Linked DNA regions of Mus musculus: all the other regions are linked to region 3. The links are chromatin contacts, called in public promoter capture Hi-C maps. All regions are on one chromosome and are shown on one strand. Each heading gives the region's core, a stretch centred on a gene start, on an enhancer-like site or on the middle of the called end of the contact. The rest is flanking DNA. Distances are from core to core; before and after follow the strand shown.

The links. Promoter capture Hi-C pulls out the DNA fragments that hold promoters and counts their contacts.
Region 1: a contact with region 3 is called in a promoter capture Hi-C map of hematopoietic stem and progenitor cells. The contact joins the promoter of Adi1 here to the promoter of Klf11 in region 3.
Region 2: a contact with region 3 is called in a promoter capture Hi-C map of pre-B cells. The contact joins the promoter of Rnaseh1 here to the promoter of Klf11 in region 3. A contact is called at or near these places in 2 of 39 promoter capture datasets (pre-B cells and second pharyngeal arch cranial neural crest).

Annotation. Positions count from the first base shown.
Region 1 is chr12:28,673,901-28,676,600 of GRCm38.p6, reverse strand. Adi1 (acireductone dioxygenase 1) reads right to left here and starts at 1,394. Exons shown (of 4, transcript NM_134052.2): 1 at 1,229-1,394. The coding sequence starts at 1,348.
Region 2 is chr12:28,648,335-28,651,034 of GRCm38.p6, reverse strand. It overlaps Rnaseh1 (ribonuclease H1), which reads right to left and starts at 1,433. Exons shown (of 8, transcript NM_011275.3): 1 at 1,219-1,433. The coding sequence starts at 1,346.
Region 3 is chr12:24,649,951-24,652,650 of GRCm38.p6, reverse strand. Klf11 (Kruppel-like factor 11) reads right to left here and starts at 1,280. Exons shown (of 4, transcript NM_178357.3): 1 at 1,085-1,280. The coding sequence starts at 1,126.

The DNA.
Region 1 (2,700 bases), core at 145-2,644, 4.0 Mb before region 3:
TTTATGTGTCTGTATGAGTGCTTGTATGTCTGGGCACCACTCTAGTGTCTGGTGTCCACAAAGGCCAGGAGAGAACATGAGACCCCCTGGAACTGGCTGAATGCGCCCCTTCCTAATGTGGAAACTTCACCCACAGGATGACGTAAGAGGTGGGCCTCCTGGCTCCCGGTGGGGTCACAGCTGCTCCTGATTGAGATGAGTGGCTCTACTGCCCTGAGGAGCTGTTTAAGGTTTCATAGAAGTCAGCTATGAGGGGGCCTTCACCAGACACCCAAAGCACCTAATCGGGTTCCAGTCTCTACTGGGCAGCCAGTTCCTGTTGTTTACAGATCTGGTGTAGATACAAAGTCCTGAGTGTGACTCCTAATCTAAGGTATCCGTGATGATCGAAGGAAGGGACGAAGGCAGTATTCCAAAAGCTCTTTCACTCCAACGTTGTAGTCATAAGGGGCCTTTCTGTCACCCTGCTCTGTCCCCTTTCCCTAGCAACTTCTGCCGTGGGAGCAAAGACTAACTCAACAGGAATGCCAGAGGCCTTGCTGACCCCAACCCCACAACCCTGAAGCCATGCTTGCTGATCCAGGACAAAATTGCATCACCAAGTCCGTCCCATGCAAAGCCTTGATTTCATATGTGCACAACCCAGATTCTTCTCCAATCACCTATTTCCCCCGCTTCCTATCCCAAAAATATCCTCCTATTACTTGCAGACATGGATTTGAGCGTCGTTCCCACCTTAACGTGGCCACCCGACCTGTGGACGCTGCTTCAGCTGTGAGCACAGCATGTGGTGAGCAGGCCTTCATGGTTTTTAAGGGGCATGACTCTGCAAAGGACTCATCAAACGTTCCTCAGGCATGGCTCCAAGGCCAGTTGGTTTGCACTTCATTTTGACCATACCAATGCACACAGGCTAGATCCAGTTACCCCTCCACTAACCCCAGATTCTCTGCGGCTTTCCTGTGTTTGAACTGCGTTACCCGTGACACTACCATGTGACTGGCAGCTGGCCGTGCGTTTGCAAACACTAGCTGTGAACGCGCGCGAGTACCAAGAGGAAAGCAGGCGCCACCAGCCCAAAGCCTTCTCTGCAGTTATGGAAATCTCTGGAAACGGCGGCCTTGCTGAGCTTGCGCAGCACCCTAGCCCCCATCCCCACCCCCACCCGGCCCACCCCGTCACGGCGTGCGCGTGCGCAGGCGCGTGGTGCTCCGGCCTGCACTCGTACCTTCCAATAGAGCACTCCGAGCGTGCGCAGCTGCTCCAGGCTCACGGGGCGGTCGGGCTGTGCGCGGTGGGGCTTCCGCGGGTCGGCGGTGGACTCGTCCATATACCAGGCCTGCACCATGGTGGCGGCGGCGGCTTCCACTAACTGGCTGGAAGGGGCGTTGCTTGAAGGAGCCCCAACGGTGGTGGGCGGGGTGTAGGGCGGAGTTGTCGGGAGGGCGTGACCGCTCAGGTAGAATTCAGGACCAGGAAAGGCGTCTCACCCTCTGGAGAAGGTGGTGGCATATCCACAGCCTCCTCGGCAGTTATGTGTCTACCCTGTTTTCCTTGCAAATGCTATGATAAAATATTCTTACAAAGGCAGCTTTCAGGCAGAAAGGGTTTACTTGGCTCACAGTTCCAGGTTAAATTCCATCATTCGGGGCAGCAGAATTGTCAGAAGAGGAACTTGAAGCAGCTAGTTCATAGCCAAGAGCAGAGAGAAATGAATGCATGTGTGTTCACTAGTGCTCGGACCCTTTCTATACTTTCTTTTTAAATTAATGCAATCTAGATAGTCCCCCATAGACAGGCCACAGGCCAACCTGATCTAGACCGTTTCTCATTACTACTCACCTCCTAGGTGATTCTAGCTATGTTAACATGACTGTTAAAATAAACCCGTCATGGTGCTGAAAAGATGGCTCGAGCAGTTAAGGGCATCTGTTGCTCTTTCAGAGAACCCAGATGCAATTCCCTGCAGCCACTTGGTAGTTCACAACCACCCATAACTCCAGTTCTGGGGGATCTGCTGCGCTCTTCTGAATTCTGTGGCTATGTTCACACGTGTTGCATATCCAAGGCAAAACGCTTCTAAATAAACCTAAAATAAGTAAATGAAACTAACCTCCATGCTATCCGAAGGTGCAGCACAGATTAAAGATGGGTGTTTCTTCAAAATCTGATTAAGAAAGTCCCATGGGGGGGGGGGGGGCTGGAGAGATGGCTCAGTGGTTAAGAGCACTGACTGCTCTTCTGAAGGTCCTGAGTTCAATTCCCAGCAACCACATGATGGCTCACAACCATCCATAACGAGATCTGGCGCCCTCTTCTGGGGTGTCTGAAGACAGCTACAGTATACTTACATATAATAAGTAAATAAATCTTAAAAAAAAAAAGAAAGAAAGAAAGAAAAAAGAAAGTTCCATTGGTGGGACTTAGACCTCATAATATGATGCTAATTCGTTAACTGCAAACGGCAAGGGTGTTATAAAGAGTAAGAACAACAAATGGCTGTCATCTCAGGGTTGGGTAACAGGACCACACAAGATTTTAACAAATAGGGAGGTTTGTGGAATAGTGGCCCTTGGTGGGATAGCCATCTTTGATAGAAAAAAATTACCGTAGTTTAAAAGTATGACAACTGAGGACCAGATAGCTTTAAAGAATTTTTTGTGCTTGTCAGTGGTGGCGCACACCTTTAATCCCAGCACT
Region 2 (2,700 bases), core at 184-2,683, 4.0 Mb before region 3:
CAGGCTGGCCTGGAATTCAGAGATGCACATGTCTCTGCCTCCCAGCCTCCTGAGTGCGGGGATTTAAAGGCTTGTGCCACTATGCCTGGCCCAGTGTCTTTTCTAGAGCAGGAGTTTTTAACTGAATGAAGTTTAACATACAAGGACTTTTCATGGATTATAGGTTTGGTGTTGTATGGTGAGTCAAAGGGATCTGCTGTCAATTCCTTGGGACAAAGGTCACACCTCAATTTGGTTTCATTTTACATGTTAAGACCTGACAGCCCATTCTGCTAAATGCCATCCAATCCAAATAGCATACTAATACCACAAGGTCTTCCACAACTCCAGCACATACTAAAATTTTGTTATCTTTAAGACTCAATCACAGAAAAAGGGTTGGCAGTGGATATATTTCTTCCTTAGTACTGTCTCAGCTGTGCCTAGGGAAACATCCAGGTCACAGGGACAACAAACCTTGATATTAGAAGTTAGCTGTCATATACTCCCAAACCTGGACTTAAGCCCCGATTCTGCCTCTCATTTGACCTGGGAACTGCCACAGTACCGGTGAAACTGAAAACTTCATCTTGCCTCCAAGGGCTGCGACATGGATCCAAAGGCAAAGACCAGCTTCTGGCTTGAGACTCTCCACCTCTCCCCCTCCCTCATCTCTTCCACAGCCCATGCTGGCCTCTAACTTGTAGTGATCCTCCTGCCTCCACCTCAACAGTGCTGGAATTACAAACATGTGACAACACATCTCACCACGATTTTCCTTCTTAAAAACAGTCGGGGATGAGGATGTAGCTCAGCTGCTGGCCTAGTATGCACAAGCCCTGGGTTCAAACACCTGCAGTACACAAATTGAGCATAACGGTGCCTATCTGAAATCCCTGCGTTTGGTTAGTGAAGGCAGAAAGACCAGAAGTTCAATTTGGCACATAATCGGCTCGAGAAAAGTCACCCAGTAGGTATGAAAAATGTTTAAAAGATGAAAACACGAGGAAGTTGGGCGTGGTGGCCCAAACCAATGAGCTCAGCAGTCTGGACTACATGAGGTCCTGTGTCAAAAAACAAAACACCCACACACAGGAACGATCAGAACGTGGGAAGCCTTGTGTAAATTCTGGCTGCGGTGACCATGTGTTCTCTTTGGGAGGATTTGACTACAACACGGAAGGGCTAAACGAGCTGTTAGGTGTTTAGAATAAAGGGCTCCGCCAGGCTCCGTCTCACCAACTCAGGAAGACTCCGGTCCTGCGGCCTCTCCTCACCGCATAGAACATCCCGAGCCCGCAAATGCCTCGCCTCAGGCGTACGACGGCCAGTGTCACTGTGCGGGACAGCGGCAGCAGCCAGCGCATCACTCACGCCAGCGCGGCAACCCACATTGCTGCCCGCGAGCCTCCCGCCGGCGAGCCGACACACTTCCGGCTCAGGAAGGTGACGTCGCGAGGCGCCCGTCGCGGAGAGGGGCGGGGCCGAGGATTGTGTCTTCGGTTTCTTAGACGTCGGTGGAGACGTTCGGCCTGGAGACAGAGGTGTTTCCCAGCTGCCGAGTGCCTAGTCCAATCCCAGCACAGCAAAACTGATTTGGAAGCGAGAGGAAGAGGGGAAAGAAGGAATGAGAGGATGATGGCCGAATGAGGGAATAGATGTGAAGACAATGAGCCCCTGTAAAACTACATCCCATATTCTAGGATGCCCAACTCTGCAGAATAGGGTTCCCCTCCCCTTTGCCAGCAATGAATGAGAAGATGTCATGAATACATAACAACACTCTGGCCATATAATTCTGGACTACATAGAATGAAGCAAGTCACTGTTGCAAACTGGGGAATCGTTTTTATAACCCAAAATCAACTAAAATTTTAAAATCTACTCCTTAGGGACTACCAAGGCGACTTTGAAAGTGAAGGCACTTGCCACCAAGCTTAACAACTCTCCCACAAGTTGTCCTCTGACCTTCGCACATATGCACCAATGATAATGCACGCACACACCAACACATAGATGCAATTTTAAAGTAATAAATGTATATTCCTTGAAGTCATGAGTATGAAAAGTTTTTCTAAATATAAAGAAAAAATAGGGAAGGGAAAATTTCCCTTTAATGGTTGTCTCTGATTGTTTGCCCTTCAGCCAGCTGTCGGTGTGGTTTGTAGAATGTAAAGCAACTCTACCCTTCTCTTTCCTTTAGAAATCAGTTGTTTATTTATGTATTACTTTAGTTCATGTGTATGAGTGTTTCGCTTGCATCTATGTTTGTGCCACAGACATACTTTCTGCCCACAGAGGTCAGGAAATGGCATTGGCTCCCCTGGGATTGGAACTCAAGCCTTTGCAAAAGCAGCCACTATTCTTAATGAGTGAGCCATCTCTCCAGCGCCACCAGAGTTTTTGTTTGTTTGTTTGTTTTTTAATATTTGAAGCCAGACATGGTGCCTCAAACCTATTATCCCAGTACTGTGTAGACTACAGCAAGAGGATTACTGCAAGTTCAAGGGCAGTCTTGGCTACACGATGAATCCTGGCACTGGAGATTGAAATTAGGGTCTCACATATATTGGGCATAGGCCCTGCCAGAACTTCCTCTCATCCCTTCTTTTTATTTCTATGTAGCAAGTATTAATGTCTATCAACTCAAATAAAACCTCAAAATACCAACAATATTCTAAAGTTTAAAAAAGGGGGTAAGAAAGAAAAAAAAAGAAAAAA
Region 3 (2,700 bases), core at 31-2,530:
TCACTGAACAGGCAAAGATATGACCATAGGGGCCAGACAACCTCCTGGAAGGGTATTTTGATTATGAGCCTTCAAGTGGAATCAATGTCCAGCCCCATACTAGGAAAGAATGCGAACGTAGGTTCCCTTGAGTCCATGTAATACTGTGTTCTCACCAGGAACCTGCTCCGCACCACTTCTCTGGCCCCCTACATTTCTATCAGGTTCTGTTGCTCCACACCCTACACCTTCTGACAGAGGTCCCTGCCATGACTTCACTCAGTCCCTGGGCCCAAGCCTGCAAAGTCCCATTTTACCACACCCCTTCTCACTTAGACTCCACCCTTCGCCCAGCTCTACCCTTACCAGCCCATTAAGCTTGGCTGACACACCTCTTCGAACCACACTCTTGCACACTCGCCTATCAAGACACACTATTGCCTTGCTCCTCATTCCGTCGTAACCCCATCCAGGCACTCTGGCCACACCCTCCTGAGATACCTTTACTTTGGCTCCACCCACAGCCCCTCCCACTGCACTCCTACCAGATGCTCTCACCACACTCCCTCCCTTCGGCTTAGCCTTTGCCCCGCCCCTAGATAAACTCTCACTATGCACTCTTACATCGGCCCCGCCCCACAGTCCTACCAGAGGTTCTCACCAAGCTCTCTAGCTTCGGTTCCGCCCTCTTACACTACTACCAGGTGCTTTCACCATGTCCTTCGCCTTGGTCCCATCTAGTTCCCCCAATATCTCCTCCAAGCACGCTTGCCCACGCCCTAGCTTTGGCCACGCCCCCATGCTGCGCCCCAGCTTTGACTCCGCCCCCAAGTTCCCGCCAGCCGCGCCCACATCCAACAGCGGTCCTCCTCTGGATTCGGGTGACGTCATGGCTGGAAATAGCCGCGCCGGGCGGGGCCGCAGCGGACCAGAGACAAAGCTGAAGGCAGGCTGCCGCGCTAACACACCCCCCTCCCCACCCTGACCCGGCCGAGCCTCCGGGTCCCTGTCCGGACCAGAGCAAATCCGCAGCCCCCACCGCAGCGAGAAGTCGCCATCCCTCCCGCGTCCCCCGTCTCGTCCCGCGCTCAGCCCCGTCACTTACCGCGCGCCCGTCGCCGGGGCCGGTGGAGCCCGGCGAGTGCATGGTGCCGTATGGCCTGCAGGCAGCAATGCTGCGAGGCAGGAGCCCTGCGTGCGGCGGAGGCTGCACGTGTGCGGCGGGCGGCGGTGTCCCGAGCGTCTGTTCCCGGCGCGCACCTCCGCCTTCCTTGCCGCGCGGCTCTGCCTCCGCGCGGCCCGGGAGGCGCGGGAGGGGCGGGGCGCCACGGAGGGAGCGGCCCTGGGCGGGGCGCGCGGGCAAACCAAAATACACCGCTCCCTGCTGGGGGCATGGCCTCTGCCGCCAGCCAATCAGCGCCAGGCCGGCAAGAAGCGGGCCAATGGGCGCCGCGGGGGGGCGCGTGATCGGAGCCTGGCTGCGGCGTGATCCGGCGGGGCGGGCGGCGGCACGTGTTTTGGTCCGGGCTAGAGGCGGGGCGTGAGGCCTGGAAAGTAGGGGAAAGGTCCCGGCGGCGGCGCGGCGGCAGTCGACCGCAGTAAGGTCCTCTTCTGCCGCAGGGGCTGCTCGCAGAGGTCGCGCGCTGGCCCCACGCCGTGGACGGATCTGGTAGGCGGGACCCACAGGGACGGCCTCACCCTGTCTCTAATTTCTTTTAAGCTGTCGTTGGCTCTTAGGACCGCATCTCTGCCCAGGAAGAGGCTTGAAAGCTGCTTGGGTTTAGGGACGACATCCGCTTTTTCCTGCATGGCGCCAGATCAAATGCTCTTCCTACTCTAATCTGCCTTCTGCTACAAAAGAACTACAGCCGTGTAGTCAGCCACTCGACATGTACCTAATGAAGCCTGCGCATCCTCCCCAGTGGCCATACAAAGGACACCCACTTGGGGTGTCCTCAGGCCTACGTGAGACCTGACCCAAATCCTGAGTATCCGTTTTTTCCCCTTGGGCCTTTAGGTGCGGTTATTCATGTACACTCATCACAAGTCTTGGAGAGCAGAGGTCAATGCATGCAGTATGTCGTGCCCACCTCCAACCTACAGTGCAGCAATAGGGCACCCCTCTACTAACCCCCTGATGCCTCACTGCAGAGCCTTGAAACTAGTGGAGGTCTGGGAGAATCATTGCTGATATGAGCAGACAGGAGCTGGACATTATGCTGCCTATTTTTATCAGACAGGTGAGCAGGCAGAGAGGCAGGCAGGCAGAGAGCCCTGTCCTTAAGCTGGTAAGGCCTAAGGGTTATAGTTGCAACCCTGATTCCTCAGTTTCACACTGGCTTGACAATGGAATTAAGTGAACCAAAGAAAGGGAGTTTGTTGAAAGTAACAGTAGGAGTGTTTAAAGGTGAATTCACATGTCTAACTACTGGGGCATTTAACACACATGGAGTTAGTCTTCTACTTGGGCCTGTTTAAATTGTTTTTGCTTCATTCCCACACTGAATTTCTGACTCCCCGTGTTCACCCTTACCTATAATGCCTCCGCCCCATCCAACGTCCCTACTGTCTCCTGTTCTCTCCACACGTGGTTTTATGGCGTATGTGTTGGAGAATAATCTCCAGAGTAATATGTTAATAGTATTTGGAGAGGGAGCCTTTGGAGGGTGATTGGGATTAAGGAAGGGTTATGGGGTCTTAAAATTAGAGAGACCAGCTAGT